Linked DNA regions of Hordeum vulgare: region 1 is linked to region 2. A link is a contact called in public Hi-C data. All regions are on one chromosome and are shown on one strand. Each heading gives the region's core, a stretch centred on a gene start, on an enhancer-like site or on the middle of the called end of the contact. The rest is flanking DNA. Distances are from core to core; before and after follow the strand shown. Region 1 holds the start of LOC123409083 (65-kDa microtubule-associated protein 8). Region 2 holds the start of LOC123406966.

Region 1 (6,470 bases), core at 1,100-3,599, 460 kb after region 2:
ACCGGAGAAGGCAGAGCTCGCGAAATCGATCCCATGGTGGCATGCCGCCCTCGTCCTGCTCGAGGGCGTAGTACCAAGTCTGTGCAGCGCCACGGAGATGATAGGACGCGAGCCAGGTGCGATCCGACGCGAGCGTCCGCTGCCCCCGAAAGAACTGCTCGCACTGGTTGAGCCAGTTGAGGGGGTCTTCCGTGCCCTCGTAAGTGGTGAAGTTCAGCTTAGCGAACCGAGGGGGTGTCGGATCGCCGTGTCCGGTAGCTGCGGCTGTCGATGGCATCGTGTACGCCGGGTCGGGAAGCGCCGGAGCGTAGGGCGCCGAGCTGGAGGACCGCTCGAACGGCAGAGAGGGCGCCGGGTGTTCCGGTGCCGTGGTATAGACCGGGCCCGAAGATGATCCGGCTGCCCACGCGGGAAGCGGCGATGGCGATGGCGGAAACTGCACCTGGTGCAGGGGCCGACCGGTGGGTCGGGGCGCTGGTGGTGCTGCTGTCGATGGCGGCGGCGGCTGGTGGTGCTGGGCCGTAGCCGGCGCTGTGGTGGCCGGTAGAAACTGGTGGGGAGGCCCCCCCAGCGGCGCGGTGGTGGCCGGCCACACCAGCCATGGGGTGCCCGCGGCGGGGTAGTGCTGCAGCAGCAGCTGCGGCGGCGGCGGCGCCCCTCCGTAGGGCGGCTGGAAGGCCGGGGTGGCCCACGGCAGCGGCGGCGGCCCGTAGGCAGTGTGGGCGACGCTCGGCGGCGGGGGTTGGGTCCCAGCGAGGTAGAGGCTGATGCCTCGAACCGCTTGGACGAGCTCCCGCAGGGTGCCCGACATCGCCTCGGGCGAGAGGATGGGGAGCGGCTCCACCGTGGTGATGATCGGCGCTGGCGAGGGAGCGGTCCCGGACGTGATCGGCAGCGGCGGCGGGGCGGTGGTGGTGGTTTGCGGCGGCGGGGCGGTGGTGGTGGTTTGCGGCGACGGTGGTGGAGTGAGCGACATGATCAACCTGGAATCTCTGGATACCAAATTGGTAGGACTATGGTTCCTACCGGGCCTCCGGCGTAGATTGTATGGGCAAGGAGGAGGGGAGCGAGGGCTGGAGCGGGCGCGCCGGCGAGAGGGCGTTGCTATTGAACTTCGGTACCTATATTCCTGAAACAAGACAGACCTTCATGAAGACCTTATATTTTGGAATAAGATCGGACATTTCGTCGCGGCTAGGGTTGGGCACGGCGGTGGCTAGGGTTCCGGCTCCTTGGGGAGCCGGGCAACAGAAGATAATATCTTTATTGCTTGATCTCAATTGATGTCTTACAACTAGTATTTATAACTCGAGCCTAAGATAACTTTCCTAAAATAATTTGCCTAAGATAACTTGCGGGCCAAGCCTCTAATATTAACGCCCGGTGGGCCTCTACCGGCTATAGACCAAGCCGGTCATAACAGGTAGCCTACCCACCAACCGTCCTACACTACTCACGGCATTCCAGTGAGCCGACATCCTCACCTCAGTCACCTGATGTCCGGTTCGTCGCCCGAACTTTAGAATTTTAGCGCACCGCACTGGAGGAAATACCGGATAGAATTTCCGAACAATCTTTAGCACTATGAACCGAACCTGGTAGCCTACAAAGCTAGCCCGAGAGATGGGACGTCGTTATACACACCTCGCTGACTGCGAGTTCCACAAATGCGAGGTGACATGCCAACACCAAAAAGAAACAAAGGCACGGCATGACAACATATAGCACCACAGCTGCCGTTTCAGACTGAAATTCACGTGGAAAAATAAGTGGATGCCGGAAAATTCAGCGATCCACAAATAGAGCCGCAGGCCGTTAAGACGTTACAAGGGACAGAGAGAACCAGGCAGGCAGCCGGCCGGAGAAGATACCACGTGGCCGGAAATAGCAACTTACATGGGCAGGAAACCACAACGTTTACCTGCATATTAAGTTACTCGATTAATGGTGTGAGCAATTGGCCCATTACTTTCAGGTGTACCAGCCAGTAACCACCGGGTAACCCTTTCGTTCTCAAAGCAATCCGCATGTCCCAAAAAGCAGCACCCATTTGTGCGCTCGGCTTCTTCAGCTGCAAGCTCGGCGCCGACAGAGAGCCCGCTGGACTCAGTCCAATGAGGATGGATGCAGAGCACCATCACTGTGATTTGGAACACTCATCTTTTCGTTTCAATGCGACGCGTGAACGAAAGAAAAAAAAAAGGAAAGGTGCGAGTAGACAATACCTGCCGAGCTTGAAAATACGGAGGCCAGCGACCAAGAAAATATATAAAGAAGCAACAAAGCAACTAAAAGCCTTGTACCAAAAGCTTCAGGCTTTGGCTCATCTCATGGCGACACCTACCACAGGCGTGCTACTTGTCTTGCAAGCAAAACCAGCATCTAAAGCCACTCGCAGCGTCCATCCACTCACTACTTACACATCTCTCAGCCCTCTAATGCAGGCTCTAAGCAAGTAGGAGTAGCACGCCCATTTGGGTTGCTCCCGCGTTTTTTTTATTTTACCTCGAGATTGTCGGAAGTTCTTGCAATGGGGTCACTCAGGACGGCTGGAACAGCTCAGCGCCTGGCTCTGCCCGAGTCCTCATCTACCTACTTGCTTCAAGAACTAAAGGTGCACAAATTTCTCCTCCCCAATTTCTCTTGCACAAGAGATGATCATGTGGTGTTCTTATGCTTTGTCAAACTCCATATGGTGCCAGATGATATGGGACGAGGTTGGACAAGAAGAAAACGAGAGGGAAAGAATACTGGAAGAGTTGGAGCAGGAGTGCCAGGAAGTTTACAGGAGAAAAGTAAATAGTGCTAACATGTTGCGGATTCAACTGCATCAAGCATTGGCTGAATCTGAAGCAGAATTTACCAACCTACTTCTTTCCCTCGGAGAAAGATCATTCCCAGGCCGGGTATGACTCTCGACCCAAAGGCTTTACCACTGAATCACATTCACAAGGGGGGCGTTAAAGAAAACTAACCTGAATTTTCTTTCTGCAGCCTGAGAAAATGAACGGCACTCTAAAGGAGCAGCTGAATTCCATCACACCAGCCCTGCAAGAGATGCAAATGAAGAAAGAAGCCAGACTAAAACAGTTCACAGAGGTTCAGGCTGAAGTTGAGAGAATCGCCTCCGAAATAGCAGGGCGCTCAGAGAATGAAGTTGTCACAGTAAATGAAGATGATTTGTCGCTCAAGAAACTTGAGGAGCACCAAAGTGACCTGCAAAGACTTAAAAGAGAAAAGGTACATAAAACCGGAAAACTTGTGCTACAACCGTCCTGGTCATCTCACATACCAACCAGATTTTATTTTATTTCAGGGTGATCGCCTGTGCAAAGTTGAAGAGTATAAAGTTCTGATTTGCAATTTCTCAAAGATTATGGGGATGGATCCCTCAAACGTTCTTGCTAGTGTTCACCCCAGCTTGCTAATTGGAGCAAATGAACAACAGAAAAAGAACATCAGTGACGACATCCTTAACAAGCTCAATACTATGGTCCAGCAGCTTAAAGAAGAGAAGAACCACAGACTCGAAAAGGTTATGTCCTGCGTAATATCAATTTGCAACTAATATCTTGTCAAATACTCCCTCTGTTCCATATTAGTTGTCGCTCAAATGGATGTATCTAGTACGTCTAGATACATCCGTTTGAGCGACAACTAGTATATGGAACAGAAGGAGTATTAATTTGGAATGTAATTAATATATTGCCCTAATATTAGCGTGCATTGCACGTACACGATTACTAGTGATAGCAAAAGACACAAAACATAACTGCCAAAGCGTCAAAACATATCCCACACATATTATTGTAGCATTCCAATGTTAGTGATTTTCCTAGTTTCAAACATATCCCACACAACATAGAATTTTCAGAACTACCTACTGATGCAGGTGTTACTTTGCAGCTCCACAGCCTTGGAAAGGCATTGACAAACTTATGGAACATACTAGATATTACAATGGAAGAACGCCAGCCGTACGAGCAAATTAATATATTTTCATTGACTTCAGCAAATGGTATGCTAGGTCCTGGAAGTCTAAGACTAGAGAAAATTCAGCAGGTAAACCCCAGACAAAAACCACAACCGGTTTATGCTGCATTAATTTTACTAGCTGCGCCCTTCAGCCGATATGTATTTAATATTGCTATATTGAATGAATAGATTGAATCTGAAGTTCAGCGACTAGATCAGTTAAAAGCAAGCAAAATGAAAGAATTATTCATCAAGAAGAAAGCTGAGATTGAGGAAATCTGCAAGATATCCCACATGGATGTGCCTTACCAGACAGAAATGGACAACATAATGGAACTGATAATGTCAGGTGCGTTCCACCAGTCGTATTCCATTTCCTTCTCTTTAAGGGAACAAGTATACTATCCATTGCATCGAATAACATCTCCACTATGTCTAAAAAACATATGTACAGGAGACGTGGACCATGATAATCTACTTAAGACAATGGATGGATATATATACAAAACAAAAGAGGAGGCCACAAGCCGTAAAGAAATAATGGACAAAGTCGAAAAATGGATAACTTCATGTGATGAGGAGCGATGGCTAGAAGAATACAGCAGGGTGCAGTGCCTGCCTGATAACTTCACTCCAAGTAAAAGATTTCATCCAGCTAATTGTATTTCTCTCTACAGGATGAAAGAAGGTACTCGGTAAGCAGAGGAGCCCACAGGCACTTGAAACGCGCAGAACGTGCTAGAATTATAGCAAACAAAATTCCAGGTAAGCACAGAGCTGCTAAGTAAAACAATGAACGGAAAGTCCATAGAGAAGACATATTAACTAGAAAAGTTGCAGGCCTGGTAGAGCTTCTAATTGCAAAGACAGAGATCTGGGAACATGGGAGAAAGAAGATCTTCTACTACGACGAGGTGAGAGCTTATAACTTGGAATAAAAATAGAATTCCGCCCTCCATACTGTCCTCAGAATTTAGTGTTCTAGCAGAAGAAAAAGAATTTTGGAAATGAACAAGTCAATCTATAGGATCCAAACTGTTCTTACTGGAATTGGCCAGTTGGCCTAGTTCCCTACTGGATTTAGTTTGTCTTTGAATTGCAAGAAACATAAGCGTAAAGGGTCCGGTACTCTATAAATTGCTTAAACAAATAGATAAGGTTCGGAACCTAATCTTCTAAAATTATTTTAAAAGGAAATAACCTAATGAAGTTTCATCTTATACATATGCTCTTTGGGCTCTCTCAATATACAAGAGATCAAAGCTTGGTATCAAACCAAGACCTAGGCTTTGGTCTTAGCCACCGCCACTCGCCATCTTGAACTGTGTGGCCTCCTGGAGTGAATCTCCACTTCATGGGGGGCCACGACACCTCAACCTGATAGCATTACCTGTCATTTGTTATCACGTAGCAGTTGGCCATCATCCTGTGCTAGATCTGCAAGTTTCTCCACCATCTTGCTTTGGCCCAGGCGGAGCAGCCAAGACTTAGCCCTCTGCTGGTATGGGAGTTCCCAAATAAGAATTATGAACAAGCATATTGAAGTATCATTATCTTGTCTTGAAGGACATTTAGTCATGCAATCTCATTTAAATTACAACTTCATTTTTCGGTTTTCATTAAAGAGGGTTGACATTAACTCTTTGGTGAGTGTAATGAATTTGTCAGTTAACAAGAAACCAAATGATAATCATGACATTTAGCATTGAAATGCAAAAGAGCATCTTTACAAAGTGGAAACATAGTAAACAATGAATCCAACAGCCGAACAACATATTTGTAAAATGACAAACCAAAAAGTATAGCTTATGGATAGCTAGGCCAATAGTAAACCCTTGGTGGAAACAATATAGCCATAGCCAAAATGGCAGTCACATATGACATGTCCCTATAGCGCTGCATTCGAAGAAAACAGTAATAGTCAGCGGACCACTGGAAGAAGAGCCTATTATCATATTACTCCCAGAAAGGTAAAGAACCAAAATTTCCTGCAGGTTAGTTCACGAGGTGATATGTCTGTTAAAATGTAGTCTCTCCGTCTGGAATTAGTTGTTGCTAGTGCTAGGTACATCCATTTGAGTGACAACTAGTTCCGGACGGAGGGGGTACAACATAAAATTTGAAATACATAAAATGCATTATGCCGCAGAGCCAAAAAACACAGTGCAATATTTTAGGATAGTTCATCACATTATCTTGTTTACAATTCAGCATAATATAGTGCACTGGCAAATAGATGATGGTTCCCTTATAATCTTATGATAATAATAATGCTTTCCATGTCCATTCTCAAATTTGAACTAGTAAGGTCCAGAAAGTGATATTATTAAGTCTACTGCAAAAATAACCTTGATAAAGAAATAAGGCATCTGGCTTGAACAATCTGGTACACATGCAAAACTCATGCACATTCAGGTAGACGGATGAAGTACAAAAAAACATTTGTGCAACTTTTCATTAAACAGAGAAGCAAGTTAAATAGACACAAGAGTTTA
Region 2 (6,338 bases), core at 2,329-4,828:
CCCACCTACCGTAGATTGGGACAATATTAATTGGTCGACTAGAAGACCACAAATGGATTTCCCTGTGCAGGTATAATGTACTGGCAATTCTTCACTTATAAGTAATCGCAGTTGGTAAATTGTGTAGTTATACTCAGACCCCACTGCTCGATGTTACTCCCTCTGTTCACAAATATAAGGATATTTCAATATGGACTACATACGGACTAAAATGAGTGAACAAACACAATAAAACATGCCTATATTCAGAAAAAAATAGAACATCTTATATTTGTGAATGGAGGGAGCATTAAACATCTTTTTCTGTGTCAACTAGTACAATGGAATTAATACACCGCAGTTATGATTCTTTTTATACTGTGCCCTGTGCACAGAAAAGTTGACTTGTCTCATATCCATTTACTATGGACAAGAATGGCAGATACTGGTCTGGAGGCTGTTTGCATATTTCTTCCTTGTGATTATCTGCCATCTTAAAATGAATCCACCTTGGATGCAAGAATCTTCTAAATGGGTTCCAAATTTACGGAACAGAATGCCGTGTCCTGACTTAGATGTGGCCTTTTATGATTAGTGAATCTGGTATTCTGGTAGATGTTAATTTACCACGAGTTTGTTCTGTTTATGTGTTGGTTTATTTATTGCAGATGCACCTATGAATCATTGAAGCACTTAGTTCTCATAGAACCTTTTTTCTTTTTGCTTGTGTGTTGTTAATGAAGTCAAGTTAGGTTTTGAGGTATTTTATCTTAATTATTTTTTGGATTTGATCAAGCAGTCTGCTATTTGCACCCTGGAAGATGTGGATGTTATCAAGGAAGGAAAGGTTAGCATTACTTCCATGATTGAAAGGGATGTGTACGCTGAGGCTGCACCTTGTGTGGGTAGCATCAGTAGATTCTGATGAGTTGTACACCTTCGTTTGCATGCTCTATGCAGGCTAGAATTGCTGGTTATGCAGTCTCAGGTGGCGGCCGCGGCATTGAGAGAGTAGATATATCTGTTGATGGGGGTAAAACATGGGTTGAGGCTCATAGATATCAGAAAAGCAATGTGCCATACGTCTCTGATGGAGCTCAAAGCGACAAGTGGGCATGGGTTCTCTTCGAGGCTACATTGGACATACCACCAAATGCCGAGATATTAGCTAAGGCGGTAAGTTAAATGCATCGCTGGTGCATTACTGTTTCACTATTTTGTTGCTTACTAGATTAATAAGTCTGAAAAAATGCGCCTTGTGGACAACAGGTGGACTCGGCCGCAAACATCCAACCCGAAAAAGTGGAGGACATATGGAACCTGAGAGGAATCCTCAACACATCTTGGCATCGGATCAAAATACAAAATTCATCCTGCGTATCTAGATCCAAAATGTGAAGCAAGTATGTTGATGTGCCTAGAACAATCAGCACGCTGGTCCATGATATCTCCAAATAATAAGCTACTGCAGCTTAATTTCTGCGATTTCCATATAGACCATGTCATGGAACTGTGTTGATTTATACAAGTGTTATAAATAACTGCTTGTGTTGGTTGATCTGATATGAGGAAATTGTCGTGCCTCATGTGTTACGAATGTGTCTTTCAGCAAAGTACTTTAAGAGTGTCTCACCATTGAGGATGAACCACAATTTTTGGGCATGACAGCAGGCGTGTTAATTGCTTAGTGGTCCTATTTCTTCAATTGGGTTGTTTTACAGCATGCCCGCTATGCTTATTGCCTGTGTTGCCATCAACTCTGGGGATAATTCTTGTCTGATAAAGAACACAATAATTCCAGTCGTAAAGACGTGATCTGCCCCTCGTCTATGCAAAGGCTCATGCGTGCAGCTACAGTGGCACTGGAAGTACCAATGATTTAGTAAAAAAAATACCCCCTCCATCTCATAATATAAGAACATTTTTTATACTAGTGTAGTGTCAAAAAGGCTCTTATATTATGGGACAGAGGGGAAAAGATACTACCAGTGAATTTACATATGCTTACCTATAAATGCTAAAGCTCTCCCTGTAAGGACATTATTCGTCCTACACATGTGCCTCGCCATAAATGTTACACATCAACGATCTTACTATCATGTAAATAATGCTGATGAAAAATGCCCTAAAAAGAGGAAGCAGAATCATCCTTTCCTAAGTGCTTCTTGCTGCTTCTCCATGCCCCCTGTTGGTATTGCCCTGCAAAAGATGGTTAGAAACAATTGATATTACTCACTGCAAGTCTGCAAAAAACGTTGAATTGCGAAACGGAAAATATATCAGCCAACGCTCTACATTTGTGTAAAGAATCATTACTCACAGCGCTTGACACTTCGCCCCTGATTGGGTATATATCCTTGAGCATTTTGTCCAAAGAATCCTTAGCTAACGGGAGCTTCCATTCTTTCTCTCCTGATTCAGAAGAGAACTTTGCTGATGATGTACCACAGTGAGGCTGCACGGAAGATGATGTTCCATACTAATTACACCTTTCATCCAATATATCTTGATTGTACCCCCAAAACTACTGAAATGGTTCTCCTAATGGAGAGCATCACAGACCAATCAATGAACTCCTCTCACAAACAGAAGGATAATAAGCATCTTACAAATCAAGTAACTTCCAGCAAAATGGCAAGGCATTTATGCAAAAGCACATGATAGCAATTGTTTGAACTAACCTGTGTAGTAGCTGGTTGCTCTGACACGTCTTGATTTTCACTCAAATGGCCTTTTGTTATTTCCGAATTCGCCGCGGATGCCTACAAAATAACGCATCACACTAAACTGAAACCACAGAAGATTCAGACAATAACAATCAGATTTTGTGTTGACATTACTATACAGACATTAACAAAAGGATAAAGCTAAGAACATGCTAACTATTGACCAGTACTGAACAGCTTGAGGCTCTGATACTTGTGAAATTAAATGACTACAGAAACTTTCAGAACAACTTATGATAACTACAATTGGATTAATTGCGTAGTTTTCAGATTACATCATTTCAATGCAGCCCCTCGTCGCTGCTCCGCCCTATTATTACCTGTTCCTTCGAGGTGTCCTCTCGCCACTCGGGCTGAAACTTCTGCAGGAGCAAAGTGAGCAGCCTCTGCAGCTCGGGCGGCACCGCCTGGGGGAAAAGCTTCGGAATCTCCTCCTTCGCGATGTTGTCATGGACGCACCTGCGGGTCAGTATCCTGAGGCACACCAAGAGCTGCAACAGAGAGAAGTACAGGCGTTGAGCACAGGGCCAAGCTGCCTTTGCGTAAATGCCTCGCACCCGGCGCAAGCGGCGGCGCGGAAGGGGACGAGGGAGCAGAGATGAGAAGCGGGTAGGTACGCACGGGGTCGAGCTCGGAGTCGGAGGGGAGCTGGAGGATGTCGCGGACGATGGCGCGGTCGGCGGCATCGAGGCCGGTGCGGCGGGTGCGCCAAAGGGCCTGCAGGATGTACTCTACCGAGTCCTTGGAGCGCGCGCGGGCCAGCAGCGGGAGGTGCTCGTGCCCCCACAGCGCCGCCGCCGCCGATGACGTCCCGTGCTCCATCGCCGGCCGTGTTATGCCGCCGCGCGTGCCCCGCTATGGGCTATGGGCTATGGGCAGACAGAAGACAGGACTGCGTAGCAGCAGAGAAGGAATGTCGATTGCTAGCGGGCTGAAAGTAGTCCATGGACCTTAACTGAAGAGCTCGGAGATCACTAAGAAGGGCCATTTCGCGCACCAGGCCCATCCACTAGCAGAATGGCTGGTTCATCGAAATCACTAGAAATAACAAGTTTGTCTCAAAAAACTAAAAACTAAAAATAACTAGTACCCCTCTCCCTTTCTCAAAAGAAAAGAAAAAGGAAACTAGTACCCTCTCCCCTAAAAAATGCATAATCTATACCTACTAATAAAAGAAATAGCTATTCTTAATCCGGCATGCTGTTTTGCACAAACACCCTTAAGATTTTAGCCAATAAAGCCATGGTCCTGTTTTTAATTAAAAACGATTCCATGGCATTTTACATAAAGCCTTACAAAATTTAAAATAATGAACCAGCAATCCTAGACAAAAATAGATGTGAGAAGTGGGGTTGGAACTACATGTGGGCATGGGCAGCCCGACCCGACCCAACCCAGCCCGAAAATCCCGGACCAGGCCAGGCCTGATCGTGCCATCGGGTCGGGCTCGGGCCTGAAGAGTAAGCCCAAAGAGCAGACCGGGCCGGGCTCGGGCTTGCAAAATGTATTTTTTTAAGCCTAGATCGGGTCGGGCCTATGGGGCTTTACCGGGCTTTGCATGTTCGGGCCGGGTTCGGGCCCGATTTGTTAGGCCTGATGGCCGGGCCGGGCCGGGCTCGGGCATGAGTTTTCCCTTTCGGGCTTTTTTAAAGCCCGGCCTGGCCCGGACTATGCCCAGGTTTAGTTCGAACTAGCCACCATTCGATTCAATCCCTTGGGGCGACCAACTGCACTAGGTTGTGTGAGTGATAGTGCAAAAGATTTGCTCTATAAATAACATGACCTGTCAGCATCTTATAATTCCATGTTTATTATGAAGAGTTCAAATCTAGCTTAATTGGATACAAGAGTTCAAGTCCTACTTAGAGATGACAACAATTTGTCATGCAAATACATTTTAATCTTCACCTAATTCTAACACAATCTCAAGTCTTTGTTTCAATGATTAAGCAAAGTCACTTTGTACGTCATTTCGTGTAAGCTACTTTTCTTACAATTAAGCTGCTTGGAGGAAAAGCACGCAGACCGCGTTCATTCTGATTCATGCATGCATGTACATTAATAGACAAAATAAATGATGTCAACAAAAGATTCTTTTTATTTTAAAACTTCAAAATACTTTATAGCTTAAACCACCGCTCTGATTAAAAAAATATTTTCACATAAAAGATTCATCGTGACGAGGCCTTTTAAACTAGATCCCATGTTGGCATATTTCGATGACTTTTTTTCGGGCAAAAAGTTAACATGTGTGTGCTACACAAGTTATCATGTGAGTTGAGGTAAGTTATCATGTTGACTACACATAACTTGCGGGAGAATAAAAATGATTCCTCCATCATTCTTTTTTGCATGCACATGCACGCATGCCTAGAGGAGGAAAATTGATGGCCCGTGATGCATATATTACCGTGCTATTTGCATAGAAGTAATCGAGTATGTTTCAAAAACTTTTTATTCGGGTCTAAATTTACCGTGGTGTTTGTACCTAAGTTATCAGGTCTGCGATGTGTGAGTTGCCATGCTTTTCCCACAAAAGTTACCATGGGGCTTGGGGGTTATATTTCACCAAGAGCCTTCCCCCACCCATCACCATCGTCGCCGAAGTTACCAGAACTGGGGTACATAAGTTATCAGCTTTGCGATGTGTGAGTTATCATCATATTCACGCAAAAAGTTACCGATGTATATTTCACCAACAGCCCCCACTCCTCACCACCGTCGCCAAAGTTACCAGGATTGTGGTACATAAGTTATTAGGTCTGCGATGTGTGAGTTATCTTGCTATTCACACAAAAAGTTACCGGAGGTATATTTCATCAACCAACCCCACCTGATCACTAAATTTACCAAGACTGGGGTACATTAGTAATAGGTCTATGATGTGTGAGTTACCGTGCTATTCATATAAAAGTTACCGGGCGTATATTTCATCACCCCTCCCTCGTGAAAAGTACCAGGACTGAGGTGCATAAGTTATCAGGTCTCCGATATGTGAGTTACCATGTCATTCACACAAAATTTACCGAAGGATGCTTGATCACCACCCTCCACACACACCAAAGTTATCAAGACCAGGGTACGTAAATTATCAGGTCTCTGATGTGTGAGTTATCAGGGTGTTTATATGTAAGTTACCAGGTCCGTGCATTAATCACCATGTTATTCACACAACATTATTGAGAGATGTTTCAATAAAAAAAACCATGTCAAAATAAGCACGGTGCTTGTACGTGGGTTATCAAGTATGTTGTGCATGTATTATATGCTATGTACGTGGGTTATCAACAATATGTCTTGTTTCCAAGATTTCGTGGCGATGATTTTTCTTTTGTGATTTTTTTTAATTAGAGCGACGGTTTGAGCTACATATCAATTATGAATCTTCAAATTGAAAAAAATATAGAATGTCATCAGTTTTGTCCTCTAATGCATGCATGCATGTGCATATGAAAAAAGGTTGGAGGATTTCTTTTTTCATGTATCCTTAACTTTAGTGCAACCACGATGATAACTTATGTAGCACAAATGTGATAACTTAGATATCCGAGAGATGGTAACTTTTGAAGATAAAAAAAGTCGTCAGAACATATCAATATGGAATCTAGTTTTGAAGGTCTCGTCGAGACGATT

Evidence for each region. A called contact is a pair of places that touch in the nucleus more often than the background predicts.
Region 1: a Hi-C map of leaf shows a contact between it and region 2, with 6 times the contacts expected there. The contact joins the promoter of LOC123409083 here to the promoter of LOC123406966 in region 2. A contact is called at or near these places in 3 of 6 Hi-C or Micro-C datasets (leaf and seedling) and 1 of 1 datasets of contacts at active chromatin or transcription factors (embryo).

The regions. Positions count from the first base shown.
Region 1 is chr7H:204,160,445-204,166,914 of MorexV3_pseudomolecules_assembly, forward strand. LOC123409083 (65-kDa microtubule-associated protein 8) reads left to right here and starts at 2,350. Exons shown (of 11, transcript XM_045102069.1): 1 at 2,350-2,614; 2 at 2,703-2,906; 3 at 2,995-3,240; 4 at 3,317-3,535; 5 at 3,907-4,062; 6 at 4,165-4,324; 7 at 4,430-4,581; 8 at 4,653-4,740; 9 at 4,816-4,889. The coding sequence starts at 2,531.
Region 2 is chr7H:203,699,904-203,706,241 of MorexV3_pseudomolecules_assembly, forward strand. LOC123406966 reads right to left here and starts at 3,579. Exons shown (of 5, transcript XM_045099983.1): 1 at 3,327-3,579; 2 at 3,026-3,196; 3 at 2,661-2,741; 4 at 2,296-2,434; 5 at 1,973-2,178. The coding sequence starts at 3,527. The coding sequence ends at 2,105. It overlaps LOC123406965 (sulfite oxidase), which reads left to right. Exons shown (of 12, transcript XM_045099982.1): 9 at 1-70; 10 at 779-826; 11 at 940-1,155; 12 at 1,249-1,572. The coding sequence ends at 1,377.